Regions from separate parts of the Mus musculus genome. Here regions 1, 2 and 4 are each linked to region 3. The links are chromatin contacts, called in public HiChIP or PLAC-seq, Micro-C and promoter capture Hi-C maps. All regions are on one chromosome and are shown on one strand. Each heading gives the region's core, a stretch centred on a gene start, on an enhancer-like site or on the middle of the called end of the contact. The rest is flanking DNA. Distances are from core to core; before and after follow the strand shown.

Evidence for each region. Promoter capture Hi-C pulls out the DNA fragments that hold promoters and counts their contacts. Hi-C and Micro-C count contacts between places; a contact is called where the count stands out from the background. HiChIP or PLAC-seq counts read pairs in DNA pulled down with a chosen protein or histone mark.
Region 1: a contact with region 3 is called in a Micro-C map of embryonic stem cells, with 3 times the contacts expected there. The contact joins the promoter of Acad11 here to the promoter of Tmem108 in region 3. A contact is called at or near these places in 1 of 39 promoter capture datasets (cranial neural crest), 2 of 484 Hi-C or Micro-C datasets (both in embryonic stem cells) and 1 of 115 datasets of contacts at active chromatin or transcription factors (large pre-B cells).
Region 2: a promoter capture Hi-C map of pre-B cells shows a contact between it and region 3, with 3 times the contacts expected there. The contact joins the promoter of 5830418P13Rik here to the promoter of Tmem108 in region 3. A contact is called at or near these places in 5 of 39 promoter capture datasets (the 3T3-L1 cell line, cranial neural crest, hippocampal neurons and 2 more) and 1 of 115 datasets of contacts at active chromatin or transcription factors (large pre-B cells).
Region 4: a contact with region 3 is called in an H3K4me3 HiChIP or PLAC-seq map of forebrain, with 2.9 times the contacts expected there. The contact joins the enhancer-like site here to the promoter of Tmem108 in region 3. A contact is called at or near these places in 3 of 39 promoter capture datasets (cranial neural crest, neural stem cells and pre-B cells), 3 of 115 datasets of contacts at active chromatin or transcription factors (forebrain, large pre-B cells and pro-B cells) and 2 of 9 other capture datasets (embryonic stem cells and liver).

Annotation. Positions count from the first base shown.
Region 1 is chr9:104,062,113-104,065,220 of GRCm38.p6, reverse strand. It overlaps Acad11 (acyl-Coenzyme A dehydrogenase family, member 11), which reads right to left and starts at 1,497. Exons shown (of 20, transcript NM_175324.4): 1 at 1,318-1,497. The coding sequence starts at 1,460. It overlaps Uba5 (ubiquitin-like modifier activating enzyme 5), which reads left to right and starts at 2,100. Exons shown (of 12, transcript NM_025692.3): 1 at 2,100-2,429. The coding sequence starts at 2,275.
Region 2 is chr9:103,421,750-103,424,880 of GRCm38.p6, reverse strand. It overlaps 5830418P13Rik (RIKEN cDNA 5830418P13 gene), which reads right to left and starts at 1,303. Exons shown (of 6, transcript NR_040466.1): 1 at 1,252-1,303.
Region 3 is chr9:103,760,563-103,763,679 of GRCm38.p6, reverse strand. Tmem108 (transmembrane protein 108) reads left to right here and starts at 1,843. Exons shown (of 6, transcript NM_178638.4): 1 at 1,843-1,925.
Region 4 is chr9:103,442,239-103,445,416 of GRCm38.p6, reverse strand. All of the region lies in intron 4 of Bfsp2 (beaded filament structural protein 2, phakinin), which reads left to right. The region is part of intron 5 of 5830418P13Rik (RIKEN cDNA 5830418P13 gene); the gene reads right to left. Among named protein-coding and RNA genes, the nearest start is that of 5830418P13Rik, 20 kb to the right of the region's middle. Within about 2 kb of position 1,761, at least 47 of the 459 cell types and tissues checked have an H3K27ac peak or open chromatin away from gene starts, as enhancers often do. A contact at or near this core is called in forebrain, where this site is marked.

The DNA of each region.
Region 1 (3,108 bases), core at 248-2,747, 300 kb before region 3:
TTACTATTTCTCTCTCTTTCTATCTATCTACTTTTATTTTTATAATTTTTCATATGTCCTGAAAATGAATGTGTTTTCTCTGTTGAATATGTACATCTATGTTAAATCAAGATTATATAACATTCCTGGAAAAATAGTGTTTGAAACCAAGGATTGCTACATAGCCCAGACTGGCCTCAAATTCACAATCATTTTTCCTCAGCCTCCAATCTCCAGGGATCTTTAGATTGTTGGGATTAAAGCCATGTAGCCCTAGGTTTGACTTCAGAAGTACTTTTTTTTGTATCACAACTAATTTCATGTATTGAGCATGATTTTGGTGAACATCAACTTAATTCAGAATTATTTTAAGTCTGCACAGGACCACAGTAATGTGAACATATATAACCTTTATCTGAAAGCAGGACAATAAGCTGGCCAAATTCCACAGAGTGAACTAATCACTGAAATGTGAACTTTGACCTGCTTCAGTCTGTTTACAACACAAAGTATTAAGTTTAGAAGTGTCAACTATTACTTATTCCACCTCTCCACGGATATTTCAATGCTTAAGTCCTTTCACCTAAATCACTTCATTTCTTTATCAAGACTAATGGATACAGGCAAATATTACAGGAAAGGAACTTTGATCTCTGAATTTATGTTACAGTTAAATCCCCAGATAGAAAGGCCAGGCACAGTTTACTGAAACCATATGAAATGGTTTTATACTGGAACTGTATAAAAGTAAAAAAAAAACAAAAATCAAAAACCAAACAAAAAATACCCTCTCTATTTACAAAACACCAGACTAAAACCAGATTCACTTGTCAGTGGGGAAAGGTATTCTTGGAGTCACCTCCTCCCGTTTAATTCCCTTGCTTCAAGAACTTAGGCCTTAAGTGGTGCTAAAAACAGTGAAGTGGAATGTCTAGAATCGAATTGGTATATTTTAGCTGGTATTATTAACCTAGCCCCAGGTGACTAAGGTCAATTAAACAAAATGGCACCAGCCCCTCAGAAACTGATCTTTAGATTGTAGCACAGAAGGTCACAGAAGATATCTATTAGGAATTCAAGAGTGTTCAGCCGCAACACTCTCGGTGAATTAGACACATAATTTTAGTCCTTAACAAGACTGCACTGCATAATGGATACTGCACCTCTGCTCCTGCCCTCTAATTCAGACTAGCCTGGGATTCGAGTACAAATTATCCAGGAAGCATCCTTGCAGGGAAAGAAATCCCGACCGGGCAAATGAGACACCCACCCAGGGCCAAAGGAAGCGAAGCACCAAGCACAGACATGTTCCCAGGAGGCAAAGGCTATGGTTGATACCTGTATTGAGTAACAGTCAGCACAGCCCGGGAATCTGACCCAAAGCCCGGCAAGTGCTGATTCAGGTAGGCCTCCAGGGACCTGAGGTCGAACTTGTGCTGGGGTAGCACTTCCACGGTGTCACTGGTGACATCCGTCTCCATGACCGCCACTGTTGTCACCGAGGAATCCACAGACTGTACGGAGGTTGCGCCAAGGCAGAAAGGAGACCGGCACTTGGGGGGGGGGGGGGGGGGGCGTGGTCGGGCGGGGCTTAGGAGAAGCCAATCACCGGGACTCTGGGCAGTGTTGCTGCAAAGCCATGTGGGAGGCGGAGTCTGGGACTCGGAGTCTGGTGGAGAAATAAAAGAATTGCCTGTTGTGGGACCAGACTTAGAATTTACCCTCAGCGTCAGAGCTGGAGTCCTCAGTCTTATAGAAAAACAAGGTCGCAAACGTGACTCTGGCGAATGAAGACAAACAGCTGTCACCCTAGACTAAGGACGCGCCAGCGGAAGACCTGTGCGGTCCGTGCAAGAAGAGAGTCCGCCAGAACCTTGAGCCTGCATTAAAAGACCCTGGTGTTTCTCATGGCCTCCTAGATAGGAAAGACGGAATGGCCGTCGACTTGATCTGGACACATATGATGCTGGCTCTGCTGAGACCTGGGTCTTGGTTCTAGAGAAGAAAGCTAAGTGTTTTGAGGAGTGTTTTTATTTATTATTATTATTTTTTTTTTTTTTTTACCGAGCGGAGCGATGGCGGCGGCGCACCGGAAGTGGCACGCCGGAAGCCCGGTGGGCGTGCCGGAGACGTGTCTTACTGGGAGCCTTGGAGCCGCTTCGCCGGTGTCTGGACCTGGAAGGCTGTGTCTGTTCCTCCTGCGCTTCGTGGGCCCAGCGAGGCAGCGTGGGGAGGCGGCGACGACGGCGACGGCGGCGGTCCGGCCTGGGATCGGAGGCCACCGGGAGCCCAGCCATGGCCGACTCGGTGGAGCGGCTGCGACAGCGGGTTGAGGAGCTGGAGCAGGAACTCGCCCGGGAGAGAACCCGGCGCTCTGGAGGGGACGGCCACTGCGGCCGGACCCGCATCCAGGAGATGAGCGACGAGGTGTTGGATTCCAATCCCTACAGGTGATCCATGACGGGGCGGGCAGGGCCACGCTCCGCGCGAGGGATTCAGCCGGCCTCCTGCCGCTCCTTTCCTGCTGTGGAGGTCCAGTTCCCAGATGGGCAAGGCCATGTCTTATGCTAGTCAGAAGATATTCTTCACCAAGCGAGTTGGCTCACGATTCATCGTAGCATTCGGGAGGGTGAGGTAGAGGGGGTTGTCGTGAGGTCCAGGTCAGTCTGGGCTACAGGAGTTGTAGGCCACTTTGGGCTGTGTAGTGAGACCCCTTTTTTTCTGCAAGGAAGGAAAATAACATTTTATTAAAAAAAAACAAACAATCCAAGCCATCCATCCATATGGTGGAGCTCTTCTGCCTGCTGTCCTGTACCCAGTTTCCTGTCACCATTATCTTTATTAGTCTACCTGGCTCTGCATCGGCTGATGCATAGAAAGCTCTGTCAGAGTATAATATCTCATGTAAAGTCGCCGAGGATAGAGCACCGTTTCCTAAATGCCTCTTGGTGTAACTTAGATGGAGCAGGGTGAGGGAGAGTTAGTTACTAGGGTGCTCACGAATATCCCTGAATATTGGCTTTGCCAGGGCTCCTGACCCCTCCTCTTTGCTCTCCTTAAATGGGCTTAGAAGATTGAGTGGCTTCACTTCTCAGCTTACTGAGTAGTCAGTAACTTAGAACGGTTTCT
Region 2 (3,131 bases), core at 54-2,553, 340 kb after region 3:
CTTCCTTTTCTCTGCAGGTCCCAGGGCCTCTTTGGGGATTTGGGTTGGTGTTTCATGAGTATGTGCGTGTGTTTGTTTTGTTGGTTCAAAGGATAGGACCCAGGGCCTCATGCATGCTAAGTGTGTATGATACACTACACCCCCCATACTGGGAGCCATTCTTGGATGCTTCTAGACAGCATGTTGAGCCTGTTAAATGAGTCCATCAGTCTCATCATTGCCTCAAGGTCAACTGTTCTGGTTTTATCAACACACAAAGGCTGTTCATTCAAAAGTTCTGCACTTGACGGGTACCCTGGTCACATGCAAATCTCTCTCTCTCTCTCTCTCTCTCTCTCTCTCTCTCTCTCTCTCTCTCTCTCTGTCACACACACACACACACACACACACACACACACATCTCATTTGCCCATAGCATAACACCTCTCCATCAGTTTCAACCCATGGGGGACTAATTAGGTTGTGGTAGTTCACCCATTTACAGCCTCAACATTTCTTTTTTGGGATCCACATGCCAGCGCCCTCCACCCCCCCCCCCCGCCCCCCACGCCAGCCCTCTCAAGGCTCGGGCCAGCCAAATCTATTCATGCATCTGCTTCCCACGAAGGCAAGACCCTCCTGCCCTCAGATTACAACTGAAACCACCACCTGTGTGGGACCACAGGCTCTCAGTGCTTCTAAAACCACACACCACCACACCACAAAAACAAACACGTCTGTTTCTGTTACCTGCCTGCTACACAGAATTAGACCAAGATAAGCTCCGTCGTTGTCCCTTTGTCACTGTGAGCTACTTACCCCAACAGAGGGATACATCCCTGTGTGGGAACATTTGAAGACCTTCATATGGATGTAAAGTCCCAAAAAGACCAATAAACAGTGTTTACCTTTATTTAAAAACAAACAGCCGAGAATGTGAGGTTGCACACCTTTAATCTCAGCACTCAGGAGGCAGAGGCAGGTGGATCTCTGTGAGTTCAAGGCCAGGCTGACATACAAAAAAGAGTTTCAGAACAGTCAAGGCTGTTACACAAAGGAATCCTGTCTCAAAAAACAAAACAAGCCAACAACCTTTTAAAAGAAGCAAGGTGTGTCCTGGTTAGGATTCTGTCCCGTAGATTTCCTTGCTGGCCTGCAGGACCAAAGAAAGAGAACCCACGAGTCTCCCAGAAGGCCAGTTACTTAGACTCTACACAATATCTTTACATAATTCAGTGTCTGAAGTCCAGAAATAGAAAAGACACCACTTACGCTCCGTTTCAGCTAAGCCTCCACTGCCCTGCTAGCTTGCTCGCTGCGAACTGCTCCTAATTGAACCACCTGGGTGCAAAAGCCATCAGGAAGACAGTGCAGCTGTCTCAGCGACATTGGATGCTGCAAGACCTTCTTGCCTTTCTTATTATCCTTAATTATTATTTCCAAGCCAAGATTTCAGTTTCCAACCTCTACACAGCCCAGGGCCTGGAAGGTGAAGAGGACCCCATGCTGGGGTTTTGTTTGTTTGTTTGTTTGTTTGTTTGTTTTTGCCGAATCTGGAAGCCACTGGTATGCAAGGAGAGTAGATGCGCGCCCTCTCAAGGGTTTCTCCCAGTGGGGCTGCGAGTTTTAGACTCTTCTGCCCTGCAAATCTCCACGAGCAGGTGCCGCGAGTCAGAAAGTTAATCACCTTTTGGCAGGGGAAGATCATGACTGACGGCTGCTTCCAGTTCCCAGCGCAGGCTCCTGCTGCTTCTAATGAGGCTTCGTTAGCAGGTATGAAAAGGCCCCGCTGGCCCCTGGATTCTGCCAGCGCCTTTTGAAAATCAGACTTCCTCTCACAACATCACGGTACAATTACCCGTTGGCAGTGGTTCCCTGACAGGTGGTGGGGGAGGCTGCTGCCGGTGGTGACGAGCATTTGTTCTGGAGTAGATGGGTAAAGGGCTTTGGCTGGATTCCTCCTAAGCTCTTTCCACACCGTACTACTCAACTCCATGGATTTTGGGTTTCCAGGTGTGTGCTTGAGAGCGCGCGTGCGCGCGCACACACACACACACACACACACACACACACACGCACGCACGCACGCACGCACACACACACATACCATAATAGCACCCATTAGCGTTGAGACCCCCACATCCTTTGATAACAATGTCCTTAAATTGTACTTCAAGGATATTGGTAATTCTTTTAAGCATGGATTGATGCTCAAATGTTTTGACAGACTGGGGGGAGGGGGAATACCCATATAAGGAAGATCATTTCTGTTCTCATGGGTTGACAATCTTGGTGGGGCAAGGACTAAACAAAGCAACGTGGCACTGTACAGTTTGCATGGCCCCTTCCCTGAATTCATTTTGTCCCCAAAGGCATGAAGATAAATCTGATTTCAGTTGCTTCTCCACTACAGGATTCAGTAAGTGCCACCCAGTTCACTGCCCTTTGTTTAACTGCCCTACACACATTCTTCAATAAGCCCTTGGGCCACCTCACCAGCTTTTACTTAATTACACCCATGTGTTTGTTGGGAGGAGCTTGTCGGGGTGCTGGTGGAGTCAGAGGACAACTTTTGGGAGTTGGTTCTCTCCTTCCACCATGTTAATCCCAGGGGATCAAACTCAGGTCATCAGACTTGGTGACAAGTGCCTTTCCCAATGAGCCAGCTTGCTGGCTCAATAGACTGCCTCTCTGGGCAAGATAGGATTTGGGCCAATACAGAATCTTAGCAGTGGTTGCCACTGGCAAACAGAAATGTAAGATGCCTGGTTTAATTTGTCAGATAACCAACATTTTTTTTTTTTTTAGTATAAGTATACCCAACATATTATATACATTTTTCTTTTCCTTTTTTACAAACAGGATCTTTCTATGTACCCCTGGCTAGTCTAGAACACACTATGTAGACCGTGGTGGCCTAGAGCTTTCAGAGAGCCGCTCGCCTCTGCCTTCAGAGTGCTGGGGTTAAAGGCTCCGTGCCACCGCACTGCTATTCCTTTTGTTGTTGTTGCTACTGTTGGTTTGATTTGGTTCTGGTTTTGAGGCGGGATCCTCGAGCTTGCTAAGTAGCTGAGGATGACTTTGAACTTGTGCCTCTCTCCACCTGCTAAGTAGTGGGATTGTAAGCATGCATCACCACCCCCAGTTTGCAC
Region 3 (3,117 bases), core at 594-3,093:
TGGTCAGATCTGGTCAGACTCTCCCAGCTGCTTGGTCTCAGCTTGTTTCTGAGAAACTATGTAACATGCAAATCATGCTAGGAAACATGGTTTCCAGACTGCAGAAGAATCTTGGAGGCCTACTTCTCTTGCTTAGGCATCTTCCTACTCCTCTCTGTCCAGAACCGCTCTGTCCAGGACCGCTGGACTATTGTTGTGTAGGCTCAGGGTGGCCTGAAACTCTGCATTTTGAGCTAGGTGACCTCTGATAGGAGAAGTCCAATGAATGATGCCTGAGACTGTTAAGTGGGTCTCACTCCTGGCTGAGAAGCCAGAGGCACCTGACATGCAGACAAAGGCAGAAGTCCCCTAGGTGACAGCTTGATCACCTCCATGAAGAGTAAAATAAAATGACTTGGCACGTGTTCCTATCTTTTGGCCAGGAATGCTGGTAGAAGGAGGATTTAGAAAGCTTAATATTGAAGGCTCTTGAGAGTTGGGCATGGTACAGCATGCCCAGCATCCCAGCACTTGGAACACTGAGAGAGGGTCATAAATTCCAGGCCAGCCTCAACTACATAGGGAGACAGTGTGTGTATGTATGTGTGTGTGTCTCTGTGTGTGTGTATGTGTGTGTATGTGCTCTTGAACTATCCTGAAACATTGTTGAATAATAAACTTGGCAATACTGGACAGCAAACCTGTTAGTTGTCTAGTCTAAAAAATGTCCATCTCAAGTTTGAGGATGCAGAGGCATTGGTTATCTGACTTAGCAACAAAGGATTATTTAGATAACTTTAAAAACCCTCAAGGGAAACTACGTTTCAAGCTCTGCATTTTATACCTAAATTGTCCAAAGCGTTAGTTACTTACATCTCCATCCTTTTAGAACAGTGGTTCTCAACCTTCCTCATGCTGCGACCCTTTAACATGGTTCCTCATATTGTGGTGACCCCCCCCCCCACCATAAAATTGTTTTCCTACTTTATAACTGTAATTTTGCTACTGATATGAGTTATAACATAAAAATATATGTAGCCATGGTCCTTAACGGGGTCGCGACAGATAGGCTAAGGACTGCTATTTTAAAACATTGTTTTAAAATTCAAACGTAAAGTCTTATTACAGGCTGTTGAGATTCTACAAGGCTGGAACCACTTGGATGGTTTCTCTCGTATCTGGTCAAGTCTCGCATAGTGATACTGAGCCACACGTGTGAGCACTTTAGCACGGAGTGTTCTCATTTGTCTCTACTCAGTCTGTTCCACATACACATAAAGTTGGCCCAGGTATACTCCATACCCTTTCCTCAGCTGCTGTTCAAACTCTAGGTCTCATCACTTCACCACACGTCTGAATGCTCTTCAACACTGAAGGGCAAGAAAGGTCGTGAAACTTACAAATAAACGGGGCAGGGGCTAGCCACATCATTTTTTGACAGTGCTCCTTAAAGCATGGCCTTGGACCAAGAGAAGGTTCATCACTACTTGGGGACTTGTAAGAAATGCAGATTCTCGAGCTTACACCCCAGACTTTAACTAGACTCCCAGGTGATTCTTATTTAAGCTAGGATCTAAGAAATAACTAGATGTAGGAATTGGCCAACTGGACGCCACTCATCCGCGGAAATAAGGGACTCAGCCCTTTGTGCCCGCCTCGCACCCGCTCTACTAGGTAGCAACCGAACCCCCGGGGACATCGGAGCCAGGCGCTTGCCGAGGGCAATTTGGTGATTGGCTTGTGAGGCCACGTGACCAGCGCTGGGCTGTCCACGCGACACGATTGGTTCTCGCGGACGCTGACGGACAGGGCCGGGGCGGGCCAGAGCCCGGTCGGAGGGGCGCCCGCGGGGGCCGGAGGGGCGAAGGCGCGAGTGCGCGTGCGCGAGCGCGAGCGGCGGGGCTTTCTCCGGAGCCGTCGGAGGGAGCCGGAGCGCTTCTCCCGAGGTGAGCGGAGTGGGGCGGTCCCTCTGATGCCGGGTCCCAGGGAGCGGCGGGGGATGGCTCTGGGTTCGCCTGCCCCGGGAGCCCTGCACTAGGGAGGATGCAGCCCAAGCATTCGCTAGTCTCCGAGCCTTGGTTTCCCTTTTCCCACCCTCTGATACATCTCGCCATCCTCCCCGCGGTCACCGCGGCTGTGCCCGAAGAGGCTTGCCCACCTGGTCGCCTCGCCTCGGCCTTTGTTTCCCGCCCCGGAGGGATGCTGCCACCGGTCCCCTCCCCAGGGGAAGGGCTCCTGAGGCGCTGCGAGGGCGCCACGGGCGCTGGACTGGGTCTGGGCAGAAGGTGGCTTCCATGCAGTGGGACCTGTCGCATAGGAGAACGAAAGGGTCGGGGAGAGGGTAGTGTCACTTTGGTTCGAGCCCTTGAGACCCGAACTAATCCGGTGACTGCGAGAGAAGCGGAATTCATAGCGCAGCTGATGATTCTTCTGCCTCGATGCGGGAGCGAGCATCGTGGGGGAACCGAGCCTGTGCTGCCTGGAAAAGGGTGCCCTGGGGAAGGCTACCCTGTCTGTCCGCTGGACCTCGAGCCTGCCCTCACCCCAGACTTCACCGAAATACAATGCTCGGAACCTACGGAGAGAATCCAGAGATGCGTTACAAACCTTAAATATTTTTCCCTTTAAAACAATTAGATAGAGCAGGTCACAAAAACCGGTTTCCAGAGACAGTGTAACTGGTGACTGGGAAATAGTGAGGGAATTTGCCTGCAGTGAACTGCAGACCAGACAGTGCACTGAGAGGCTTCTTCAAGAAGATAGAAGACGCGGGGTGGGGGTGGGTTCTGTGACTTTCTAGGTCTATTCAAGAGGGTACTTAGTTTCAGTCTGTCAGGAGGGCAAGCAACAGAGGGAGAGGGGAGGTAGGGTCTAAGATGCACTTTGTAAATCTTTGCTAAAGTGTATGGGTTTTTTTTATTATTTATTTAAAGACCATTTGACTGCCAAAGAGATGGGGTGTGGGGGGAGGAAATCTCCCTAGAATCCTTTAGAAGAGGGAGGGTGTGTCCAAGAGTTTAAAATGGTGCTTAAAAGGCAGGTTCTTGGGGAGTGTCCCCAAACACAGTAGCAATGACATGCGAGGCGTCTAAAAGACGTGAAACTTGAAAGATCCCATGAGTTTTCCGCGGGTTAACT
Region 4 (3,178 bases), core at 512-3,011, 320 kb after region 3:
TATCCCTCAAATAGTCACTCCTACCCACCCCTATTTCTCCAACCCTATTCCCCACCCCCACCCTATCTGCTGGAGATATAACTCCATAAGGCAACGTGAAATCAAACCATGGACCTGAGTTTGCTCTTTTAAAAGAGATTTATGAATATTTTATGACCCTGGGGACCATCTAATACCAGTCCCTCGAGTACCTAGTTATATGTAAGAGCTGAGAAAACTGAGGTCCAGAGCGTGCAAGGGACTCCCCAAGGTCACTCGGCTGATTGGTAGCACCAGGCTCAACTCTTCTGGATCCTAATCCAAGAACCTTCCTTCTATAGCATCAACATCTTCTTCTTCCTCTTCCTCTTCCTTCTCTTCTCCCTCCTCCCCCTTTCTTCCCTCCTTCCCTTCTTTAAGTTTTCGAGGCAGGGTCTCCTATGCCACAAGCTAAGCTCAAATTCTCTATGTAGCCAATGATGACCCTGAACTCTTTAGTATTTATTTAACGTATATGTGTGTGCACCTGAGTGTATGTATGTTCACCACATGCATGCAGTGCCAGGGAACATCAGAAGAGGGCGCCAGATTCCCTAAAACTGGAATTATAGGCAATTGTGAGCTACCTCATGGGTACTGAGAATAAAACCCAGGTCTTCTACAAGAGCAGTGAGCACTCATAGCCACCGAGCCATCTCTCCAGTTACAGACTAGAACTCTTGACGCTCCTGCTTCAACCTCTAAAGTGCTAGGATTACAGGTGTTTAGCACCACACCCACCTTGTCCATTTGCTTGAGATAGGTTCTCCCTGTGTAGCCTAGGCCACACCTGATCTTCCCATCCTCTTGCTTCAGCTTCCCATATGCTAAGATTGCAGGCATGCCATGAGAACTCAGCCCACAGCATCAACTAAGCAGGGCTCATATGGGCTCAGAGAGACAGAAGCAGCAGTTACAGAGCTTCCGTGGGTCTGAGCGAGGTCCTCTGTATATACATGATAGTTGTGTGGCTGAGTGTCTTCGTGGGAGTCCTAACAGTGGGAGTGGGGCTATCTCTGACACTTAGTCTTGCTCTTGGGACCCTTTTCCTCTTACCGGGTCGCCTCATCCAGCCTTGGTATAAGGGTTTGTGCTTACGCTCATTGTAACCTATTATGCCATGTTTGGTTGATATCCCTGGGAGGCCTGCTCTTGTTTTGAAGGGAAACCAGAAGGAGTGGATCTGGGGAAGAGTAAAGGAAGGGAAACTAGTCAGGATGTAATGTATGGGAGAAAAAAAAAATGTAAAAAGAAAGAAAGAAAATAAAGTTAGTTACCACTGTGAAAGGAGATAATGAGAAAAAAAAGATTACAGGTGTGCACAGTCACGCCTGGCTGGCTGTGTCTTTCCCAGCTCCGTTGCCAAAGCTAACTAAACCCAGTTTGCCGCCTGATTTCCCTCCAAGCACTGCTGAGGCTCACACCACACTGAGCGGGTGCCTCTTTAAGAATGGACTGGGTCATTATCATTATCAGAAATAAATCCTGCCTAGCGTGAAAATTTAAAAACCCACAAAACTGGCCATTATCTTTCAGCCCTCATCTGAGAATGGCCGTCGGCTCAACACTAACTCCAACATTAATTCTGAACAGATTCATTAGTGTTTTTAATAGAGCGATCTGAAGGCCACCTCTCATGGAAGACAGACAGGATTTGTTTTCATTTGGCCAGCGCTGCCTGGGCCTCTTGCAGCGACGCAGAACTCAGAAAATATTTGCAGAACGAGTGAATTCCTCTGATTGTCAACAGGGATCAGAACTGACAGCCAGGATTCCTGCAATAAATAGCTTGTCGGCTGTGGCTGTGCCCTCGGGGGCTGACATTTGCCTGCCCCGAGCTTCTCATGTCTGCTACTTGGCAGCAAAGCCAAACTCAATGGCTCCTCACTGCTTCCAAAGGCCTTTGGAAAGGGAAGGAAAACATGCATTTAATTACCTTTCGGCCCAAGGAGGCTGAAAATTAATTAACGTGATTAATTTATGTCTTAGTTGATGTTCCCCCAGAAGCAGATCTTGAGATAAATATTGGAGTGGTGGTGATTTATTTGGGATTAGTGGGTGAGTCAGGGGTGGGCGAACCAACAAAGGCTGTCTTATGAGCAGCTGAGATTGGAGCAGCTTAGGGGGATGCTGAGAAACGATGGATGCAGAGTACGGAAGGAAGGAGGCAAGGGGCAGGGACATGAATACTTCAGCTACCTGCTAGCCAGGTGACCTTTTCCAGGACTTCAGAGCAACCTCAAGCACAGAGGCAGAGGCAGCAGTGGGGATCCAGGAACACTAAACATTGAAGGCACGAGGGATAAAGACACGTGGGTGAGCATCTGTTGCAACTATTGCCAGCTCTTTCTGGTGTGTGTGTGTGTGTGTGTGTGTGTACAAGTTTGTGTGTATATACAGGTAGGTGTATATACAGGTAGGTGTGTGTGTGTGTGTGTGTCTGTATACAAGTGTGTGTGTATATACAGGTATGTGTATGTTCAGGTAGGTGTGTGTGTATATACAGGTATGTGTATGTTCAGGTAGGGGTGTGGTGTGTGTGTGTGTGTGTGTGTGTGTGTGTCTGTATACAAGTTTGTGTGTATATACAGGTAGGTGTATGTACAGGTAGGTGTGTGTGTGTTTGTATACAAGTGTGTGTGTATATATAGGTATGTGTATGTTCAGGTAGGTGTATGTGTGTGTGTCTGTATACAAGTTTGTGTGTATATACAGGTAGGTGTATGTACAGGTAGGTGTGTGTGTATATACAGGCATGTGTATGTTCAGGTAGGTGTGTGTATGTGTGTCTGTATACAAGTTTGTGTGTATATACAGGTAGGTATATGTTCAGGTAGATGTGTGTGTGTGTAAGGTGGTTTGGGGGGGGATGCCAAAGGACTCGATCAGCTATCTGAGAAATGTCACCTACCTCGTTTTTTCAAAACAGTTTCTCATTGGCTTGGAATTCACCAATTAGACTACACTGGCAGTCCAGCAAACCCCAGAAATCCCCCTGCCTCCGCCTCCCTAGCACAGGGATTTCAAGTGTATACCACCTCACCAGGATTCCTGGCTTTGTTTATTTGTTTTTAACATGGGATGTGGGGATCAAAGTCGTCATACTCTCTGCCCAGTCCTTTTACCGATAGACCGAGCTATCACCGCAGCCTCTTCCTTT